Regions from separate parts of the Sus scrofa genome. Here all the other regions are linked to region 1. Evidence: chromatin contacts called from public Hi-C and HiChIP or PLAC-seq data. All regions are on one chromosome and are shown on one strand. The core of a region is the stretch at or near the end of the contact, and the rest is flanking DNA. Distances in the headings are between cores, read along the strand shown.

Region 1 (3,255 bases), core at 254-2,753:
AATCCTTTGAGCCACAGTGGAAACTCCCCGGCTTGATGTTTTCATGCTCATGTTTTTTTGCTTGGTTACTAGACTGTAATCTCCTTGAAGACAGAAATATTGCCTGACTCAGCTTTGAATCTTCCACAGTACCTGGAATTCACTTATGCTCAAAAACCTAGTCGTTAAAGGCATGAACAAAAAAAGTGAATTTCTGTATCAGAAGCTTTTCCTTTCCTCAGAGATAAATCTTAGGCAGTTTTCAGTGGGCACAGTACTGCCCCCTAGGGGGCGTGCTGAAATTTTGTTGGGGCTGTTTTGGACTGTAATTATATTGGTGCCAGAGTTTTTCCATAGTGGAAAATGTATTTTATTAGTATTTTTGATATTAGTTTAATATTTTAGAATAAGTTACTTTCACTTATTTCACCTTTATGTTATCAGAACATTACAGTAGTTTCTTGTAGATAGTTTACATTATCAATGAATTTAATTCCAGGAGAGTTAAAGTGGTGTTAAAGTTTTGTTGTATACACAGAGTGTTGAGCATGGCAGGACTGAGCACCTATGTTTGCAAGATTAAGCTTTGCTTGCTTCTGCTTCCACAAGTTCTAGTATTCTAAGATAAAACAAACAAATAAAAGAAGCCGATGTGCACTGATTTCAACCATCAGGCTTTCACTTTAAGCAACTGCATGTTTTAGGATTAATGTGGCTCAGTGGAGCGCTGCTGTTAAAGCGCAGAGGGTCCATGCCCGGGGTGGGGGCGGGGAACGAACATCAAGGCGCCGGAAAGTTCCCACAGGTCCTGGCCGGAGATTCTGTGAAGAGTAGCCTGGAAGGTGATTTGTTTCCCTTTGCTTTGGTCTGTACTTTTTTCCTTGTAAAAAATGATGTGGGGAGGGGAGAAGGGACGAAGAGAAATGGGGAGGGTAGTTTTTCCCAAAGCCTGGGTCCTTAGCCGGCCTCCTTTGCAGGGCTGGTTCGCATTGAAGCTGTTCAGTATTTGACGACCACGGCTTGAAAAGAAAGCCCCCCACAAGAGTGACTCGTGAGGGGGAGAGGGAGGGCTTTCGGGGAGCAAAGGGTGGCTCCGTCTTGCCCCGCGGTTCAAAGTGAGGTTGGATCGAACTTTTGGTATCAGCGGGTGGAGGGACGGCTTTTGATGTTGGAGTTGGAGGCAAGAGGTGGCAGGGCAGCAGCTGACAGGGGGTGGAGCTTCGGGCTAGAATCCCGAAGGGTTTCAGAAAGACCCGACTTCTATTGACAGTAGGAGGGGCTCCCGACGAAAGGGGCGGGCTTGGACAGTACTGCCACCAAATGGGACTTATGACAAGGGGCGTTTCTCAGGATCCAGCGGTGACTTTAGGAAGAAGGAGCGCCCGGGGGCGGGGCCACAACTGACAGAAGGCGGGGCTGCCTTCTGGATTGACCTGAGTGAAGAAAAGGCTTCTACCGATAGCGGGCGGAGCTAACACCAGCAAGGGGCGTGGCCGCTTCGAGACTTGGAAAAGGCGGGGCTTCTGTTGACAGAGGGGCGGGGCGGCCCCCTACCTCTCGCCCTGCGCCAATCCGGGGGTGGAGGCCAGGGTCGAACCCCAGGGGAGAAGCAGGGTCTGCGAGTGGAAAGCGTGGCGCAGAGCGGGGTGGGGGCGCGCGGAGGGCGCGCGCGCGCGGGAGGGCCCCGCCTCGGCCGGCTCTTCCCCTCCCCCGCTCTCGCCCCGGGTCGGCCGCTGGGGCGCGCGCCTGGCCTAGCACCCCCACCCCAGACTTTACGTTCCACCGAGTCTGCGGATCTGCTGAAGCCGTGAGCCGGACCGCCGAGCGGTTCCGGGTGTAGGGTTCACAGGTCAGAGTTGACTCCTTGAAAAGTGCAGCCGGTTTGAAATGCAAGATGGCGGCGGCGGGGCGCTGAGAGGCGCGGCGGCCCCTGCAGGTAGCGGTGCGAGCGGGCTTCGCGACGAGCGGCCCCGGGCATCCGGGGCTGCGGGTAGGAACCCGCGGCGCAGAGCCCGCGGCCAGTGCGGCGGGCCGGGAAGGCGCGCGGCGCGCGGGCTGGTTGGACGAGGGCGGCCCGAGGGCAGAGACCCCGGGGGGCTGAGCGCGCTCCGCGCCGCGAGTGGCCAGGCTGACCGGCTCGGGGCTTCCGAGGGGGAGGGACCTGGCCTGCCTGGGCCGGATCGCCGACGGGGGACAGACCCTGAGCCTCTTTTGCGTTCTCGGGTCTCTGCGGCCGCGGAAGGGGCTGAGGGTGGGCTTGTACGGGGAAATCTCAGCACCCCTCTCCTCCCCCGCGGCTACGAGAGGACCGAGCAACTTGAGATTATTGAAGGGAGTGAGGACCGGGTCTCCCTTAGAAGGGGGGGGGCGGGGGCCGCAGGGACGGAGCGCACCAGCAATGTCGAGGGTCCCTGGGGAGGAGATCGGGAGCCGGGCCCTGCCCTGCGGGGGCGTGTGGCCTCGTGGGGACTCGGTCTCCCTGAGAGTCTGGGGAGTCATCTCTTGCTGGAGCTGAGCGCACTGGCATTGCGGTTGGAGCTCGGAGAAACCCGTCTGGGAAAGGCTGTACCTCCACTTCAGGAGAGGCTGGGCACCCATTTCGGGGCGAGTCTCAGAGTTGAGACCTTAAGAACTATATAAGGTTTTGAAGAAGCCCTGGAACTTTGGGAGAAGTTGATTCAAGAAAATGTAAATATTATCTGTCCCTTTAAGGAGGAAGATGAGGAGGCTGACTGGGGACCGCTCCAAGCCTTAGGGCCTAAAGGGAACGGTTTCCAGATCTTTCCGAGGAGTGAAGGGCTAGGAGGGAGCTGTGAGAGGAAGGGGGTCTCATGGTAGGAAAGAAGAGCCCTGGCTGATGCCCTTTCCGTGTGTGTGTTTACTCCAAAGTTCTAGGGAAAGGGACTTGAAATTCTTTGTTTCAATTCGACATCCCAGCTCTCCCCTCCGTGGGTAACAGCAAAGAAAATGCAAAACCCGGGAGAAAAAAAAGGTTCCCTTTGATATCCTTAGTTTAGGATCAAGCTCCCTGGCCCTGGGGTAGAAGAATTAGGAAGCGGGAAAGGGGATGGATAGAGGAGGGATGGGGGAAGAGACTGGGAAGAGCGGGAATTCCACAGCGCTTTTCTATCATTTCACCCCAGCTCTAAAGAAAAACGTGCGAAGAGGCTAATCTTTGCGGGGGGTGGGGGGAAATGTCAGGAAAGGTAACTGAGAATTTATAATGTGATTAGGTTGGGATTCCATGTAACTTGAAAGGAAGATGCAATTGTCTTG
Region 2 (3,255 bases), core at 475-2,974, 450 kb after region 1:
GGGAGGGAGGGAGGGGAGCACACACACGCAGCCCCCCGCCTGCCCGAACCCGCGGAGCCGGGGCCACGTCCCGGTGGAGTCCCCGTGGGACCGGCCCCGTTCGCACAAAGCGCCGCAGTTTGGCCAAGAAGGGAGGGAGCCGGCCACGAAATAAATAAATAAAAACAGAGTCGGGTCTACGTAACGCCCTGTCGAAAGCGGACGCCATATTTTTTTGTGGCTTATGTCGACATAGGGAAACGTAGACATGTTTTTCCTCCTCCTCCTCCTCCTCGGTCTGCCTCCCATTTATCCAAACTTGTAATCAAAACTCTTTAAAAAAAAATCTCCCCCCGCCTCTGGATCCTCTGATTTCCTCCCACCCGCAAAAAAGAGCCTGCACCCCACCCCCCCTTCCGCGCCCCCCTTCCAATCACAAACCCGGCCAAGTCCCATTAACAACACATTTTCGGGAGCCGCGGCGGCGGCGGCGGCGGTGGGAAAGTTGGGCTGGAGTGGCCGGTGCCCGGCGTGCGGGGCTCGGGGCCGGCCGCGCCGGGCGGGGGGTGCTCCGCGCCGGGGCGAAGTTTCTTACCTGCGCCGGGGCTGGGAACGCGGGGACCCGGGCTGGGAACGTGGAGACGCGGCACGGGCGTTCCAAAATGGAACTCTGCTGGCTCCCCCCACCCACTCCCCACTCCTCACCGGGCGCCCGGCTCGGGCTCCGTGGGAAAGAGGGGGAAAGCCAGCCTGCCAGACAGACAGACAGAAGAAGCCCCCGTACGGAGAACAGTGGCCAAAATTTTTAAAAGAAAAAAAAAAAAAAGAAGGAAAAAAAAAGGGGAAAAAAATGTCTCGATCAGTGGGGAATCTACGCCAAAACCCACATGATCTGTAACGTCAGCATGCGTATTTGCATACGATACCACCACCCGAGCTGCCACCCGGGCTCGGGTTCCGCAGAAAGTTACAAAGTGAAATTCAGCCCCCTCCGGAGACGCCGGCGAAATGTCATTTTCAGGCGAGAGCTGGGGGGGAGGCCAACCCTAAAGGCGCTGGTTACTAGCCAAGGTTGGGGGGTGGGCAGTAAATTAACTTAAAAGTCTGAGCCCAGTAACGGACTCGGTGGAATTTCTGCGAGGGGAGGAGGGGGAGGCGCGAGCGAGATCATTGAATATTAAGCACGACCCGGCGCGGCGGCCGCGGCCAAACCCTCCTGGTGCAATACCCATTTTCTTTATGAAAAGTTCAAGGTGTCACTGATGAGCTCGACAAACTGTTGATCCTAACCACGTGGAGTGGCCGACGGAGGGACCGCTGGGCGCGGCTGCTCGCTGAGCGGGCGGCACCCGGGACCCCGCGTCCCTCCTGCAGAGCAAACGGCAGCGCGCGGGTGGGGCCGCCGCAAGCCCAGGGCGCTGCCTGCGCTTTCTCCCGCCCTAGGACTCAGGGAAATAATAACAACTTAAAAAAATTTTTTTTTTCTTTTTTAAAGCGAGACACATTTAACTCCTGGAGTAGTAATAAGAGGGCTCGGAGTAGGGAGGGTAAGGAAGAGCCCCCACTTATATAACGACTCGAAATTAGATGACTTTTGCTGAAGAGATTCTGAGATTTCCGCTTGCGCCAGGTCTGAGGTTGGTTAAACATCCTCAAACTTTTTTTCCTAAGAGCCAATAAACAAACAGACGCCCTGGGAGCTGACTTAAACTCTTGTCGGGCCAGCGCTCGCTGGGATTCTCAGACTTCGGAGAAATGCACACCCCTGCGGCGCTGGCAGGGAAGTCCCTCGGAAGCGAGGCGGGTCACTTTCGAAACTGGGACTCTGGCCTTCCCGGCGGGAGGGCATCCCTAACCGCCGCCGCCCCCTGGATCCCCTCGGGCGGCTTAGAGCAAAGGCAGGTCAGAATCTCGCTGCCCTCCGCCCGCGGCCTCGGGAACCGTGAACTCGCGTTTTGGGCGCGGCGCTTCAGCTGCAGTGTTCAGCTAAGGGCTCCAAGGGATTTGGGATTCAGGGGACGCTTTGGCATTTCACAGAACCTGTCTGCGCCGCCTGTCCCTGCCAGGTGGACCAGTTTCTCCTCGGTGGGCATCTCGACGCGTCAGCATCTCCCAAGTGTGTGCTGAGTGCGAGCGCGCACTGGGCGAGCGGGGGCCAAGGGGATGCTGTCTGGGGTCTACTTTTGACATTTTGAGAGCAGCAAGAAGACAAAGGGAGCCTGGGGCTGGGAGGCTCCGCGGAGTCCCCGCCCGCGCTGAGGATTAGCAGGCGCGGAGCGTCGGGGCTTCCCGGCCAGCCTTAGCTTGGGGGGAATTAGAACGAACTCTAGCGGCGGCTTGCGACTCGGCTCTGGGCGCTAGGACAGCAACAGGTGGCCGTGTGCGGCGGAGTGGCTGGAGGCGAGGACGGAGACGGGGTGAAAATGGCTGGCTCCCGGGCTGACTGCGTGGTCAACGCATTGGTTGACCTTTTGGCATTTTCGTTTCTGAGGCTGAGGAGAAGAAAGCAGCTGAAAGGCTTTCTCAGGGTCTCCCTTTAGGGCTCCAATTTCTCCACCAGAACCTGTTCTTTGGGTTCCCAGAAATTTTTACAATAAAAATAAAAATAGCTCATATGCAAAACTTTCTACTGGCTTGCACCTGTTTGTTCCGTTATTGCTGATGCAGGGTTGTTTGTTAACGGTGCAGGAAACCAGGTACTGGCTTTGAAGGAGGTCTCTTTTCCTAATGCTCTCAGATCTGAGAGGCAAACTGCCCAGGTTCTTAAAGGATTTATTAAGAACTTCCTGGGTGACTATGATCCAGATGCTATCGCATCTTTCTCAAACTCATTCCATATCTACTGTCTAACATCCTAATGTGCTTGCTGTCAATATCAGAATTTAGGGATGCTGAGTTTTTTTCCTCTTCCCTCAAGGATGTGCATGAAGAGAGAAAGAAAAAGAAAACAATCCCACCAACTATAATATTTTTATATTGCTTACTCTTGACTCTTCCAGGTCATTCCACTGCTTCCCTACGCCCCCCCCCCATAACTACAGTTCCCTGTTTCCATGGAAGTTACTGAAACCTTAAGAAAGTTGTATCTGTTCTGAGGCTGCACCTCCTTTTGCTGGTCATCCACTTAGAAGGGATTTCTATAAGCCATGTTTCCTCTGTCCCCCCCTCACTACCGTCTTCTTTTGGTTGGGCGAGCGGATAATAGGATGGAAGGGTCAGGCATGAGCCACACCGGGTAGACCCTCTGGACCGTCCATTGAGCTTTCATGTCTTCAG
Region 3 (3,255 bases), core at 319-2,818, 310 kb before region 1:
ACCATGCTCTGGCCAAGAGGCCAGCCCAGCCCAGCCTCCCCAACAGGGACCAGACACATAGAAGGATCTGCAAGTTGTCTGATGGAGCCAGAGTCAAAACGGTAGGTGGGACAGGGAAGTGGCAGGAGATGGTTCTGGAGGTGGGCAGGAGACCAGCCTGACTCCTGCTAAGGAGTCGGGACTTCATCGTACAGACAGCAGGAGCCGCTGAAGGCAGGATGCAGGGGACTGGCAGGTTCTGATCTGCCTCCTCAGGGTGACTCTGGCGGAGACAGGGTGAATGTACTGGAAGAGAGAGGGGGACAATCAGCACAGGAGGCTGCTGCAAACGTCCAAGCAAGACTTGAGAAGGAGAGGAAGCTGGGCTTCCCTGCCATTCGCTGCGGCTGCGCTCAATCAGGACCTCGTGGGGGCAGGGGCGGGACAGACCCGGGTCCCTTTAACTCATCTTTGCTGGTTCTATAGCCCTCCACCCGGGTTCTAATTCTCCCAGCTGGAGGCTGCTTCCTACCCCATCATCCTTGTTCCCCTGTTCTCCCACCTCCTCCTCTTCCCTCGCCCTTCCCCCTCCTCTTTATTCCATCTCCCCTCCCCTCTCTCTCCCTCTCTCTCTCCCCCCACTGTCTCACCCCTCCCCCGTCTCCTCCTGGGGCAATATACCTGTCTTCTTCCTCTAGCTCAAGCCTCCCTGATGGGGAAAAAAAAAAAAAGAAAAATGGAAAAATAGAGCAGAAAAGCAAGCTTGAACTCCAAAAATCTAACTGCAGAGCAGTCAGCAGCAGTCTGTGAGAAGCAAGTCTGACCTGCAGGAGAACTGCCCTTCTGCCACTTTAAACCAGAAGCCCCTGTGACAAGGAAGAACAAGACAGGTTTGGTCTTTCCCAAGTCTGGAAAGTCTGAGGTGCTCCGCCCATGTTAAAAACAATTTTCGGAGTTCCTGTTGTGGCTCAGCGGTTAAAGAACCTGGCTAGTATCCAGGGGGACCCGGGTTCCATCCCTGGCCTTGCTCAGTGGGTGAAGGATCCGGCGTTGCCACAAGCTGTGGTGTAGGTCACAGATGAGGCTTGGATCCCGCGTGGCTGTGGCTGTGGCTGTGGTGTAGGCCAGGAGCTACAGCTCTGATTTGACCCCTAGCCTGGGAACCTCCATATGCCACAGGTGCAACCCTAAAAAAAGGCAAAAACAAAAAATTTATTTTCCTCATAGATACCATGACCCTGGGGCCTCTCCAGTGATTCTGCCAGCAGACATAGGAAATAGAGACCCATAGACACCACGCTTGGGCCCATGTTCTGGCGTCCCTGTGACCATCCGCCACCTTCTCCCTGCCCAGAACTATCTTCAGCCACTCTCCCCAGGTCACAACAACCTGTTTACAGACATCTAGAATTCCGGGCTCTTTTAGGACAAGGGACGAGGGATGGGTCCAAGTGGGCAGCAAAGTCTTCTCTAAGAGAAGCCGTCCCTCCAGATCTATTTCTGCCAATGTAAACACTTGCCAAGGAAACAGGGCATGTGGGCATGCGCCGGCCCCGCAGGCCCTTGGGTTGCTGCAAAAGGCAACTGGCAAGTCACATGTCATAACAGTGGAAAGTACATATGCAACTATTCTTAGCCCTGGAATGTATACACTGTCTCCCTGCCCAGCCGTTCTTGCACAAAGCTCTAGAAAACTGTGAAAGTGCCTTCAACATAAACAAACCCGGAATTCTCCCAGGACAAATCCTTTGCCAGCTGAAGGAAAGGCCTGGCTTTACGGTTTCATTTGGAGCCAGAGGTGGACACTCTCCGGAGGGACCAGCCGGACCAGGCATCAGGTGGGTGTCTCCTCACACAACAAGGTAAATAATTCTAATGTTTCATTCTTCTGCAGGTAGATGGCCAGATGTCATCCAATAAATCCCGTCCAGGGCATTGTTTGGTCTGTGCTTTCTACGTATCTCATTTTAAAAACAAACCCCAAAAGATTCTGTGAAGTCATGTTAAAAAAAAAATCGCAAAGGTCCACTTTCATCCCCCGTTTGTTTGGTTGCCAGAGGGCCACGCCCCCACAGTGACATCCTTAGGGAAGGACTAACGCCCAGCAAGATGTTCAGATGAGTTTACCAAATAAGAGATGTGCTGAGAACCAATCTGGGGAAAAGTGCGCAGACTTTGCTGATCAAATGCACAGACTGTCACCTTGCTTCAGGCTAACATTTCAGCCCGTGACCCCTGGCCATCTTCAGCTTTGCCCGATTTATCCAACCGTCTTCTTCTTTCGGTTTTTCCTGTGTGTTTCTCAGATTATCCGCAGATACTGTTTGCCTGTTACCTTTGAGAGTGCTCCTAACCAAAGAGAGAGGTGTCTGCTGTGAGGCCCAGGCTGCAGGGGGTCTCCCTTTCCAGTGTCGCTAGGCGACAATCGTGGCGATACCCACAGCATCCTGGTGAAGGGACGTAGCGGCCCTAAGTCTTGGGGCCACCACCGCTAAACCCTCCAGCACGTGCTCCCTCTGGGGACTTCTCCCCGTCTTTGTAGGATGGACGAGGAGTTGCCGGATGGGCTGCTCTTCAAAGACCAGGACTTCTCCTCTGACTTGTTGCGGCAGCTCAACCGCCTGAGGCAAAGCAGGATCCTGACTGATGTGAGCATCTGCACGGGGCCCTGGGAGGCCCCCTGCCACCGCACCGTGCTGGCCTCCAGCAGCCCCTACTTCAGGGCCATGTTCTGCAGCAACTTCCGCGAGAGCCGGGAGGCCAAAGTCCAGCTGAAAGGCATCGACTCTGCCACCCTGGAGCGCATCATCTTGTACGTGTACACGGGCGAGGCGCGCATCACAGCGGAAACCGTCCTGCCCTTGATGGAGGCGGCCTCCATGCTGCAGTACCCCAAGCTGCTTGAGGCCTGCTCCTCCTACCTCCAGAGCCAGCTGACCCCCGGCAACTGCCTGGGCATGGTCAGACTCTCTGAGGTCTTCAGTTGCGAGCCCCTCAGGAGGAAAGCCCGGGAGGTGGCCTTGACACACTTCCCAGAGGTGGCCGCGTCGGCTGATCTGAAGGAGCTCTGTGCCTTGGAATTGCGAGACTATCTGGGGGACGACGGGCTCTGTGGGGAGGAGGAGAAGGTGTTTGAGGCCCTCATGGTCTGGATCAAGCATGACCTCCAGGCCCGGAAGCGACACGTGCAGGAGCTGTTCAGGCAGGTCAGGCTTCAGTACGTCCACCCGGCCTTCTTCCACCACTTCATCGCCAACGACGCCCTCCTGCAGTCCT

The links. A called contact is a pair of places that touch in the nucleus more often than the background predicts. HiChIP or PLAC-seq counts read pairs in DNA pulled down with a chosen protein or histone mark.
Region 2: an H3K27ac HiChIP or PLAC-seq map of alveolar macrophages shows a contact between it and region 1. The contact joins the promoter of ZHX2 here to the promoter of ZHX1 in region 1. A contact is called at or near these places in 3 of 47 Hi-C or Micro-C datasets (heart right ventricle, liver and mesenteric adipose tissue) and 1 of 2 datasets of contacts at active chromatin or transcription factors (alveolar macrophages).
Region 3: a Hi-C map of skeletal muscle shows a contact between it and region 1, with 5 times the contacts expected there. The contact joins the promoter of KLHL38 here to the promoter of ZHX1 in region 1. A contact is called at or near these places in 1 of 5 promoter capture datasets (liver) and 1 of 47 Hi-C or Micro-C datasets (skeletal muscle).

What each region holds. Positions count from the first base shown.
Region 1 is chr4:16,099,277-16,102,531 of Sscrofa11.1, forward strand. ZHX1 (zinc fingers and homeoboxes protein 1) reads left to right here and starts at 1,504. Exons shown (of 4, transcript XM_013996503.2): 1 at 1,504-1,915.
Region 2 is chr4:16,552,135-16,555,389 of Sscrofa11.1, forward strand. ZHX2 (zinc fingers and homeoboxes protein 2) reads right to left here and starts at 1,725. Exons shown (of 5, transcript XM_021088974.1): 1 at 575-1,725.
Region 3 is chr4:15,791,429-15,794,683 of Sscrofa11.1, forward strand. It overlaps KLHL38 (kelch-like protein 38), which reads left to right and starts at 1,569. Exons shown (of 4, transcript XM_021088954.1): 1 at 1,569-1,817; 2 at 2,286-3,255. The coding sequence starts at 2,523.